Regions from separate parts of the Sus scrofa genome. Here region 1 is linked to region 2. Evidence: chromatin contacts called from public HiChIP or PLAC-seq data. All regions are on one chromosome and are shown on one strand. Each heading gives the region's core, a stretch centred on a gene start, on an enhancer-like site or on the middle of the called end of the contact. The rest is flanking DNA. Distances are from core to core; before and after follow the strand shown. Region 1 holds the start of DSCC1 (sister chromatid cohesion protein DCC1). Region 2 overlaps MRPL13 (mitochondrial ribosomal protein L13).

Region 1 (3,338 bases), core at 669-3,168, 540 kb before region 2:
TGGTAGTAGTTCCTTCTCTGGCGCAGTGGGTTAAGGATCCAGCATTGTGTCTGTGGCAGTGCAGATTTGATCCCCAGCCTGGTGCAGTGGATTAAGTGATCAGGCATGCTACAGCTGTGACTGCAACCATGTGTATGTCACAGCTGCTACTCAGATTCAATCCCTGGACCAGGAATTTCCATATGCCCTGGGTGCAGAAAAAAAAAAAAGAAAAGAAAAAGGTGGTGGAAGAAAAACTAATTATAAATAATAAAGGTGATTGAGATTAATGAAAAAGGAGTTGATTCAAGCAGTTCTCTTTGTCCATAAAATATTTAATCCTCCTAGCCCAATTCATTTAAGTAAAAGCTAAAAACCTGAAACAGGAGACTGTAAATATATGTATTTTTTTGAAATAAGCTTTCATTTAATTTCCTCTCTTGTTTAGTTTCCTGGTCCTAAAATGTTTAATAGTCCCAAGTGCCTACTCTTAACATTTATTTCTACATTACACTATCCCCACTTTCAAATATTTTGTTTAAAACAACTACCCCTTTCCCCTGGAAAAAAAAAAAATTTAAAACACACGTTTTCAAACCCTTCTAGTTTCTGCCAGCCAGATTAACTGCAGCTGGACAAAGAAGGTCCTCACACCCGAAGTCCTTTCTCAAATCCCTGCCAACTCAGCTGGAATAAAGCCCCGCTGAATGATGTTCTCCTTCCGTTCCCTCAAAGATACTTTACTGCTAGCATCTGAATACTGGCCAGTTAACTATAATACTGTTAGATGGGTACAGTGGGAAAACTGAAAGACAGCCTAAAGGATTCAACTTAAAGGATCCTACAAGAGAACATACTCCCTGATAACATGCAGGTGCTGGAGGAAAGACAGTGCAGAAGAGAATTAAACCAGAGACTACAACTCCTCATTTTCAGGGACCGCACAGGGACTCCTCCTCTATGTTTTTTAACCCAAGGTCTTGCCGCAACTGTGTAGCTGGCCTAGAATTAGAAACAGCTTCACATTCCTACTGAGTGCCCCCCAGCAAGTCTGTTTCTTGAGGGCCTTCCACAATTACGAGGCTATACAAATGGCTTTAAATTCATTCCCCCACAGTCGTATCTACTTTCTGAGTAAAATAAATATAAGTAGAAGGCAAGAAGAACCCTATAAATATTAGATACTACCACTGCACTTTAAGGTGGAATGGCAAGGTGTTCTTTGAGTCCCTGGCCTCACAGTTAACATCCCCAAATCTTCCCTGAGGTTCTACTTCCTGATTTGTTTCCCCTGACAGAGGCCAACAAGACCAGCTGAAGCAGTCCTGTTTATCCCCGCAGTGCTTGGACTCCTCGGGAAAAGGCGGCGAGCTGGGAATCAAGCCACCGGCCTGCTGTGAGGCCCCCGTCAAATCAATGCATCTCTCCGGCCCAGTTTCCCCGCAGGAAAATGAGGTGGCTGGCACCAGGCTGAATACGCGGCAGACCCGGATCCGGCTCACCTGCGTCCCGCCTCCAGCTGCTGGCACAGTGCAGGCTCCAGCTGGAGCAGGCAGTAGTCGCCGGCGGCGGCGCTGGCCCCAGGGCCGAAGCCCAAGCAGTGCACCGTGGGCAGCAGCTCGGCCGTGTTCACCTTGGCGATCTGCAGCGTCGCGTCCACCTCGTCGCGGGTCCTCTTCATCGTTGTGCAGGGGCCGCCAGCTCAGGGTAAGAGAACCTAGACCCCGCAGGACTCTGACCCAGAGAAACAAGTAGAATGGAGTCTGTTTTAAAAGTGCGCCAAGGCAGCTGGGGGCGGGTTTCCGGGGCGGGGCGCGCCGCGGGGGCGTTCCCCCGGCAGGTCCGAAAGCTTCAGGGTACTCGGGCCTTCCGACACCGGGTCACCATCGGCAGAGCATCGACTGTTGCTGGGAGGAAAGGCGGCTTCTGCCGGGGGCCTCGGCGGAAGCGGGCGAGAGCTGAGCGTAGACCCCGCGGTGCTCCACGTGGAACCCTCACCCGCCCCTTCCGCTGCGCTCCTCCCCATCCTGTTTCCCGCCAATATTATCTCCATCTCCACGCCATTAAAACTGTCTCATCTTCCACCGGTGGCGGCCTTGTGATAAGCATTTTGCGTGCACCATTTCCTGACTCCTTCACCACAACTCTGTGAAGGGGACGCTTTTAAATTCCTTTTTGCAAAATGAGGAAGCAAGCTCCTTGCCCCTGGCGGCACAGCCAGGAGGTAGTAAAGTCTGATTCCAGGCTGGTCTATTAGGTCTCTAAAAACTTCCAGCCGGGTTTGTGTAAACACCTTGGACCGGAAACGAGGACCTTGTGGAATAGACAGCGTCTTACTTCTTTGAGTCTGGGAACCATCCATCATATGTGGGAGTCTAAGGCTTGGACTAGATCCATCCATTCGTTGAGTACCTAGCTTGTGGCGGGGGCCGGCGGTGGGGAGTAGCAGCTGAGGGGCTGAGACCCTTGTCAAGAGGAAAGTAGCTTCCTGGGGCTGGGAAGGCTCTGCTGCCTCCTGGGGAGACAAACTCACACTATAGGATGTGTAAAGTGCTCTGAAGTGACTTGTATATCAAGACAAGATCATTTTTCCTGGAGCAGATCTACACAAGCTCAGGCACACAGTATGCAGATTTAGATCTGATATATTTGACTGCTTCTCTGCCAAATTTTTTGTGTATTGAACACTCTTGTATTTTGTTGCTTCTTATTTTCTTTCACTGCCTTTGTGTTTGTTGGATTTTTTTCTTTAGCGATGTGGAAGGTCTGTATCCCATTCTGTCTCCCCCTCTTCCTCTTCAAGCCTTCTTTCTAGTATCAGACACAAGGGCCTCCTCCAAGATTTTTGCTTTCTGCCACTTGTGGCTCTGTTTGCCTATCACATTCTCTCCTTTCTTTGCCCAGTTCGTACCTATTCATTCTCTTGATGAGCACTGTCTGATAGAACTTTCTAAGATGCTGGAAATGTTCTTTTTTCTTTTTCATCTTTTCAGGGCCACACCTGTGGCATATGGAGGTTCCCAGGCTGGAGGTCTAATTGGAGCTACAGCTGCCGTCCGACACCACAGCAACAGCAACAAGGGATCCGAGCCGCCTCTGCAACCTACACCACAGCTCGTGGCAACACCAGATCCTTAACCCACTGAGCGATGCCAGGGATCGAACCCACAACCTCATGGTTCCTAGTCAGATTCGTTTCCTCTGCGCCAGGACGGGAACACCAGTGTTGGAAATGTTCTGTATCTGTTCAGTCCAGTTTGGTAGCTCCTAAGCCTCATGAGGCTTTTGATGACTTGGGATGTAGATACTGTGAGTGAGGAATTTTAATTTTTATTTAATTTTAGTTAATTTAAATTTAA
Region 2 (3,281 bases), core at 754-3,253:
ATAAAAGACTTTTGTACTAGTATTAAGATAGTAAACTGGTGCTGGAAATACCTAAAAATAATCATTCCTTTGACCATGAAATTCATTACATTTCTAAAGTTTTATTTTAAATAACCCTATATACTGAAAACACTTACTGGATCAAGATGTTTTCCAGCTTTGTATAAAAAGCCAAAATTTTAAATTGGAAAAACAGAGCAATGATTAAGTATGATACATTACATTGTGCACTATGACACAGTGATTAAAAATAATATTTATAAAAAGGCTTCTAAGAGCTTTATATAAAGTGGAAAAGGATATAAACTTGTATATATATATATTAAAATGTTTACTCATAGGAATAAAGATGATTTTTACTTTTTTTAACCTTTTCTATATTTTCCAAAATTAGTATATTAAAACTTATATGACTACAAAGTTAAATTTTGAATATATAATTGTAATAAAGTGTTCTAAGCCTAATAAAAATGGTATGTCCAAGGCGTAAGAGAAGCATCAACAGAAACATAGAAACAAAAGTGATTAACCCTACCAGGGATGAATAAATAGGGAAGCATCCAGGTTTTAACAAAGAAATAGAGTTCTTAAAAACATTCCTGCCAAGGAGAACAACACATGCAAAGACAGAGAGGGAAGAAAGAGCAGTAAGTTGGCTCAAATGAAGATTCTGAGGCTGTATGCTAATTGGGTACCAGTAATCTGCAAAGATGTTTGGATTTTCCTCCATAGGTGAGAGACTCTACTGAGGGAGATATTACCAGCTGCTGGGTACAATACACTAGCTGGTCACCTCTGGCTGTGCTCTTATTTTCCTTCAATCGCAGTAATGGTACAGGTATTACTGCTTTGGAGATTATTGGTATTACTGCTTTGGAATGTTATACTTTATGCTATTGTCTTTCTATGGCCGTACCCATGGCATATGGAAGCTCCTGGGCCAGGGAGAGATTGAATCTGAGCTGCAGCTGTGACCTATGCCACAGCTGCAGCAACGCGAGATGCTTTAACCCACTGCGCTGGGTCAGGGATCGCACCCACACCTCCACAGCAACCAGAGCAAGTCCCTTTATATTTTTACCATACTATCTAAAATTTTCATGTTTCTTTCTCAATTACCTCTAAAATTTATAGAACTTGATTTATATACAGAGATTTGTCAATAGTAAAAATTACTAAAGATGGATGTGAATTTACTTTTGTTATGTTAAACAAAGGCTTCATGAAAATGTTTAAACGGAGGAGTGGGAAAAGACTGGTTAACAGAAGCAAAAAGAGTTATTCCAAGCATTTAAGATCTACTTGAACAAGCCATGAAAAGAAAACAACAGCAACATCAAAATCTGCTTGTTTAAGCACCATTAGAAATAAAGAAATGATCTGGATCAAGAATGCAAGGTTAATATTTCTAAACATAATCTTGCATGATATTGAAGAAGGTATGCTTAATTAAATCTGTACACAACCTGAAACTGAGGGGTTAACTAACACATTATATGAGACAATCAAGATCTCAAAAGATCTTAAAAGGCTGGACATAAAATTTAACATGGAGTAAACTTAAGGTACTGCAGTTGGATTACAATGCAACTAAAACATACAGGAAGGAAGACACATGGTTGAACAGCAGCATGTTTGAAAAAGACTCAGAGGAGTTTCAGCTAACGGTGAACTCAACATAGCCCACAGGGATAGGGCCTCGAAGAAAACTTCTACTGCAATTGAAGACTGCGTAACTGAAAGATGGAGGAGTCATGTTATACCAGGAAACCATCAGAACACTGCCTGGTGACTGTATTTAGTTAAGAAAGATACTCAGTTAAGATATTTAGTTAAGAAAGATGCTGACAAGCAACGATTGCACCCAGAAAACAAGGACCAAGAAATAATGGAGATACATAAAGGGAAGCCATATAAAGAACTTTGAAGGACCTATACAGATGTTTAGTCTACAAAACAGACAGACGATTATGAAAGCTAGAGAAAAACAGATGATGACTCAATAGCATAGGGATCTTTCTAAAACTTAGACCATGTCGAAATTGCCTCATGAGCTAAGAGGTCACTATTATTCAAAGACTGCAGACCTGTAAGTTGCAAGGTATATTGTGGAGATTTTAGGTATCGTACAAACTTGGGATCTCGCTCACTATTCTTTCAACGTCTCATGTACTTTCAGATGATCAAGATGGTTCTGGAAATGGCAGTAAGATGAATTACAGGAAGAAGAAGGAAAGAAGTGAGAAGACTGGGTAAAAATGAGAAAAATCTAGATCAGAGAGGTTCTATGAAAAGCTTCCAGGAAAAACAAATAATGTCAGGTAATCACGAGTATTTAGTGTTTTGTGGGTTTTTGATTAAGTCACGTATGCAGAATGAGCAAAATTGCTGTTTTCTTAAATTCTGAAAATGCCTTTTTCTTTTATATAAGCTCAATAACATTCTTAAAGTAATACATTCAACCACCTATCTTCCCTGTCAAAGTATTATCTTACCCAGTATGTGAGGAGTATACTTTTTGTTCCCATTTGTTTCCAGAAAATGCAATGTGCCTTGTGTTCATTATGACAACATGATCTCCACAGTCACCTAGATTTAAAAGCAAGAGAGAAAGAAAGAAAGATTTTATATGAAAAATACTTGACTTTAAGAAAATGTGGGCTTGGTTATTTATAAAACTTATCAAAGTACAAAAAAAAAACACTTCAAAAATATAAAGCGAATCATGCTTCTCTTTTACATAACATCTAAGTATAGAAAGAGTTGGCTAGACATTTGGAAAATCTCAACTCTACAAGGTAAATGAGAATTTAATAAGATGCCAATAATAACAATACATCTTTTAAAAGCAAACTATGGCTATTCCTATTAGCTCTGCCCACTTATGATTACACATCATTAAAATGTACTATTAATAGTTATACTTCACCACCTCTAAATATCTAATACAAATTTTCCCTTAAAAACAAGAGAAAATGAAAACAATATGCATATAGATGAAGAAAGACATTTTACCTATACGAAAAATGAAAACAAATGCTGAAATATCACAATTGATTATTCTTCTTTTCAAATTCAGAGAACGACAGAGTACTATGATCTTATGCTTAACTACCAACTCAAGGTTTTCTCCAATCACATTTAACTAGTTACATTTAAACTGCCTCTCTCAGCTATGAGTACACACACATTTGATGCAACAGATGACCTGAAAATTAAAATATATATGTTGGATTAGTTTTCCAGTGGAAAGTACCCCTAAGTCTGGCTGTTCATCCAAT

Evidence for each region. HiChIP or PLAC-seq counts read pairs in DNA pulled down with a chosen protein or histone mark.
Region 1: an H3K27ac HiChIP or PLAC-seq map of alveolar macrophages shows a contact between it and region 2. The contact joins the promoter of DSCC1 here to the enhancer-like site in region 2. A contact is called at or near these places in 2 of 5 promoter capture datasets (fetal skeletal muscle and liver), 20 of 47 Hi-C or Micro-C datasets (adipose tissue, alveolar macrophages, blood and 14 more) and 1 of 2 datasets of contacts at active chromatin or transcription factors (alveolar macrophages).

The regions. Positions count from the first base shown.
Region 1 is chr4:19,159,643-19,162,980 of Sscrofa11.1, reverse strand. DSCC1 (sister chromatid cohesion protein DCC1) reads right to left here and starts at 1,918. Exons shown (of 9, transcript XM_021090559.1): 1 at 1,482-1,918. The coding sequence starts at 1,660. DEPTOR (DEP domain-containing mTOR-interacting protein) reads left to right here. Exons shown (of 12, transcript XM_021090558.1): 3 at 1,278-1,686.
Region 2 is chr4:18,621,818-18,625,098 of Sscrofa11.1, reverse strand. MRPL13 (mitochondrial ribosomal protein L13) reads right to left here. Exons shown (of 7, transcript NM_001243415.1): 3 at 2,496-2,589. Among named protein-coding and RNA genes, the nearest start is that of MRPL13, 15 kb to the right of the region's middle. Within about 2 kb of position 2,003, at least 2 of the 83 cell types and tissues checked have an H3K27ac peak or open chromatin away from gene starts, as enhancers often do. A contact at or near this core is called in alveolar macrophages, where this site is marked.